Regions from separate parts of the Macaca mulatta genome. Here region 2 is linked to region 1. Evidence: chromatin contacts called from public Hi-C data. All regions are on one chromosome and are shown on one strand. The core of a region is the stretch at or near the end of the contact, and the rest is flanking DNA. Distances in the headings are between cores, read along the strand shown.

The links. A called contact is a pair of places that touch in the nucleus more often than the background predicts.
Region 2: a contact with region 1 is called in a Hi-C map of fetal cortical plate, with 2.3 times the contacts expected there. The contact joins two enhancer-like sites. A contact is called at or near these places in 2 of 14 Hi-C or Micro-C datasets (fetal cortex germinal zone and fetal cortical plate).

Annotation. Positions count from the first base shown.
Region 1 is chr3:31,130,739-31,133,326 of T2T-MMU8v2.0, reverse strand. The region is part of intron 4 of LOC114676844; the gene reads left to right. Among named protein-coding and RNA genes, the nearest start is that of MIR125B-2, 2.9 kb to the right of the region's middle. Within about 2 kb of position 1,281, at least 9 of the 40 cell types and tissues checked have an H3K27ac peak or open chromatin away from gene starts, as enhancers often do. A contact at or near this core is called in fetal cortical plate, where this site is marked.
Region 2 is chr3:31,649,462-31,652,049 of T2T-MMU8v2.0, reverse strand. No RefSeq gene overlaps it. Among named protein-coding and RNA genes, the nearest start is that of USP25, 330 kb to the left of the region's middle. Within about 2 kb of position 1,314, at least 19 of the 40 cell types and tissues checked have an H3K27ac peak or open chromatin away from gene starts, as enhancers often do. A contact at or near this core is called in fetal cortical plate, where this site is marked.

The sequences.
Region 1 (2,588 bases), core at 32-2,531:
TCATTGATTACAACATCTTCTTTCAAATAAATATTGATTTCATCAAGTCTGCATTCCCATTGGCCTTAACGGAAATCCTACCAGAAGCCTGTGTACTCGGACCTGGCTAACCTCTATCTGGATATAAATATTTTAAATGTGTGGCCATTCAGTTATAAGTATGATTTTTTTTTTTTTTTGCAAATATTTATTCCTCTTGATTTTCTAAACTCCTCAGTTAATATCATTATGCCTTCTGTAAAGTTAAGGCCTGTGTGTGTGTCTATCTCTGTATGTAATAGAGAGATAGCATGGATTAGGGGGGAAAAAAAAGTTGTATTTGCATTTGTTGTTTCTGATTCACAGAGCTAGGAGTGCAGTGCTCGTGTGGAGTCCACAGAGCTGGGATATCAGTAGGCAGTTGCTGTAAGCACATGTTCAATTATTAAAATAGTCGACATTTTATGTCTGATAGCCATAGCAAGGTCATGACATTAATTTATCCAAAGTATTGTGGACAACTGTCTAGAAAAATAAATAGCATAAAGGATACAGATGCCAAGAGCTAAAAAAGAAAAAAAAAAAAGTTAGGTCTGAGCAAAGGGGGATTAAGAGATGACCGATTTATTTAATCCACATAGGACAGGAAGAAGTCAGCAGGAATCTCAATGTTAATGGCAAGTATTTTAAGCTATGCTGCACATGCGTTAATTTTTGTTTTAGTTTTTCATTAGATTCTAAGCTTGTTGAATACTATTCCTATTCTTCCAGGTCAGAAACTTAATTTCGTATTTGATTGTTGCTTCAATGCTTAGGGATTTTTCACTATCTGTTTCTTTCTCTCCCTTTTTCATTCTTCCTTTCCTTCTTCCCATTTCTGTGTTTCCCTTTCTTCTTCCCTCTGTTATTATTTTCCTTCTTGCCTTTCTCTCTTATTACAGTATATTCTTAATTCTGTTTCCTTCTGGTGCCAACTTCTTTTTCTATTTTTGTTGTTGCGTTTGAGAGGTTTATTCTTCTGCTTTCAAATCAGGAGCCTGTAGGAACTCATCTTAGAGATGCATACCCTACTACCGATGCTTCTATCTCTTTATAGGTTGTGTGATGTTTTCTTTGGAACCTCTGCGAATGGTTGTCCTTCTTGTTTGTTGCCACAGATCTGTTGCCAATCTGCTACCTTAGTTGAGCCTGCAGTGCCGCACTGCATGCTGGGATCTGTCTGTGTGAATAAACTGAAATTTCTACAGCACCAGACAGCATTAGAGTTGGCTTGAGAATTGCCGTACTTTGCTTCCCTTTGTATGTATTTCTTGTATGCTGCAGAGTCACTGATGGCTAGCTCTGTCTGGCAAGTAACTCAGAAATGCTGTTCATGTAGAAAGGAAAGGTAGGCAGTTTACCACACTCTGTCATTAAAGGGAGCAATTGAAGAACAAAGGAACTGAGTAAATACCTATATATTGCCTTTTGTGTTGTGAAACACTGTAGCACAAACACATTTGTGTTCAGTCAAATGTTTTACTTCCTTTTGTAATAATACATATAATAGGTTGTCTCCACATATGTACAAGAATCCATATTTTATTTAAACATATATGGTCAATGGTTCATATTTATAGGCTGCAAACATGTCTCAGTCTCAAAGACTTTTACATATCCACTGCCACACAGCTATTTGTTATTATTTTAAAAGTTCTTAAATTAAAAAAAAGTAAAATATACTAATATCTCTGTTGGTTGATTTTATTAAGCAACTTAGGATTTCAACACAGTTTAAATCATATTGATGACTCAGATCCTGGCAGGTCTTATAATTCCTGTGAAATGAGAGCACAGCTAATAAAAATATTAAGCAATTACTTTTATTAAAATCATAGGGTTTTTTTTTTTCATTATCACATAGAAATGATTGATCTATACAGATTGGTCTCACTCATGTGTCTCTTGGGCTGCCTGGGGGCTTCATATAGAAGTGGAAAGTCCCCTTTGCTCTTGCTTCGACCAAGGTGGGGAAAATGAAGGCATGGAATACAGTCTAGGGCTGTTAAAGAATTGCTGGCATTACTACTCTCTATCACGTGTGAGCCTGGCTGCCTGCTTCCTGAGGTAGGGGATCCAGGATGAGACTGTGCCGGAGCCTGTTTCCACAACTGCATTTGGAGATCCGTCTTATTGATTAGCGGGGGAAAGGGGTGGGGATCAGGAGTGTGAGGTGAGGGGAGGACCAGCTGGCGACTGGCTCAATGAAGCACAAGACAGTTTCTTCCGGAAAGATGTCAAACAACTGAGAAACAGCCAGGGAGGAAGTAGAAAGGCGGAAAAAATGAGGAGACCCTGGAAGAAATGAAGGCATTTCTTATGAGACAGCCTTGAGGCTTTTTCCTTTTCTTTCTGTTTTTTTCTTCCATCATCTGACCTGCAAAGGCTAGAGTGACAGCGTCATGCAAATGCTGCAGTCCAGCAGGTCTGGGAGAGGGTGGATGCTAGACTGTGAGTTAATGTTAATGATGAGCGCAGTGAAAATACCAGCCGCTGCCACCCCCTGCTCACAGAAGCGCTCTGAGTCAGCATCAGATGCTTTGCCTCGCCTCTCGCTGTGTGTCTGTATG
Region 2 (2,588 bases), core at 65-2,564, 520 kb before region 1:
AAGAAATGTTTAAATAATATGTATTATTTGTATATGTATGTACGTGTGTGTATATATATATATTATACACACACACATGCTTTTTTTCTTTTGAAGGGGAAAAGCGATGGCTATATTCCACTGAAGTATTCTGGAGGAAGCTGTGGGAAGAAAATTGGCGGATTTTATTATTGAAATAAGCAAGCATTTCCATGCATATTTTTACGGCATGCATGGCTATGCACCACTCTGTGCAAACAGTGCTATTGCAGCTTGGGCGCGGTAATTAGGTTGATGTAATTATGGTGAAATAAAGGCAGTCGCACTGATAATTTCGCAGTGAATATTAAAGACATATGTGCCTTCCAGTGTACAATAAATGAACCTGAACTGCTGTCAGGGTCTAGGAAGACAGTGTGGCCAATGCACCTATTGTGTCCCGGCTGCAGAAAGGAGCCTGCCGATTGGCCACTGTCTGCAGCACATAGCACTGGCTGGTTATAAAGGACTTGTCTAGGGGAGAGCCTGTAGGTACTCCATTGTCTGGTAAAGTTCATATGACTGCATTCTTTTTTGCAAGGCGGGTGGAGGGAGAGCGGGGAAGGAGGGGGTGTCGGCTCAACTGTAAAAGCTGCACAGATTTTTTTCTTTCTCTCTCTCTGCCTCTCCATAGATCGTTTCTGTTTCATGCCCTGTCTCATTTCGCATAGCTAAAAAAGAATGCTAATTAAGATCCCTTGTCTTAACCTGAAAAATAATGACTCGGCTGTAATTAGAAATCCGGTGAGAGTTTAAAATTCTGGTAGGGGACCAAAAACATCAGTTACGGTGCTTAGGAAGAAAATGAAGAATTATTTTTCTGTAATCAAGGTAAACATGGGAGAGGGGGGTTCCCCCCGTCTTTTTAACCAATTTTAACCAATGGTGTTCTACTGCAGATGAGAAGATACTGTATTTCAAAAACTATTTTAACCATCAAATTGAAGCAACACAAATCAGTAGCAATAGAAGCCTTCTTAATCCTCCTTAGGATGCAATTCAGATGAAAGAACTGCTTTTTTTTTCCTATTTTTCTTTTTGTATGTGTGTTATAGATGGATCTGAGAACGCTGTCTGGGCTTGGTGCCAAGGGCTGGTATTTCACAGCAGCGACCGCCTCACAGACGAGCTGTGGGAAGCAGGAGGGAGACTCTCTCTTAGGGTGCCACTACTATGGAGACACAGCTGGGCTGAACAAGATTTGCTTCAAACGACAACAAGAGAGACAGAAAGTATCTGGTTCAACCGCTGCCCGAGCAGGCAGGCACCAGAAGAGCTAGCAGCCAATCCGGCCATGCTCGAAGCCAGCTCTGCAGCTCAGCCAATCAGTGACATCACTGGTGAGAAACTCATTTACATCATGCAGTAATGAACTTTGTTTAACATAGCCTTCCCCCTTTCCTGTCACCCCCCCTTTCCATATTAGGTCCTTCCATTAATTATTCTGCTGGCATAATTTAAACCGCTATGCAAAAATGTGGCTACATTCTGTCCGATGGCTTTTACCTTTTTTTTTTTTTTTTTACCCCATTGGTGTCTGCCGTCACTGAAAGTGATTCCGGTTACAATTCTATTTTGTTTTGAATTTGCAAAAATTATCTTCTCTTTCTTAAAAAAAAAATTCTTAACAACATCAAACCTCTGTTTATATTGTCTGATCCCTCTTCTTATGAATGAATACATGCTTCTCCAAGTTGGGGTTCAGAATTGTACAAGGTAACAGAGAATAAGGGGTGCATTGCCATGGAAGTTGCAGGTTTTTCAAACAATCTGTGTCTTAGAACATCCTTTAACGTTTCCAGATTTTATGCTGCAGTGGCCATTTTACATACAGTGCTTTATCCAAAAAGCACTTATGTGCATCTGTCACATGGAGGAAAGTTCACTCTTGTTATATTTCATTCTCCACTGCTCTCGGCCAACATTGTCATTTTATTAATGAATAGAACTGAGGTCATTTCTGGACAAATCTCCCCCTTCCCACCCCAGCACAATGCACCTGATTTGCATCCATTTACTAGAAAAACTGAATACAAGAACCAGCTTGAAAAGAAGTTAAGGGACCAGCTTACATATTATTTCAGAATTTATTGCCGTTATACAGTTTGTTTTTTAAAATGTATAATATTTAACATTTGCCTTAGTGTTTCTATAAAAATGCCTGGTCTCCATTCGCAATGTAATGCCTTTAGCAAATTTATGGGATTGTTACATAACCAAAGTAGATCAAATGAAATAATGTTCACAAACGAGTTCATTTGTCTGCAGAAAACCTTTGGAAATACAATTTTGCGTTGCACATTTATATTTAGCTGTCAGGGATAAATTCATTTGTTCTATAGATAACTTAAAGAGGCTGGAACATGTGGCATGTGAAGATTTCAGGTTGCTTTATAAAATCCCAGAGAGCAAAACTGGGTCACACTTCAATGCAATTTCTATTAAGTCATATCTTTATTGCATATTTGCGTTAAAGGCACACTGTTTTCTAGCAGAGAAGGTGAAGTTTCGTTGTCTTTCTTTTAAAAGGATGTTTTGAATATAATTATTCAAAAACATGGAATTTAAAA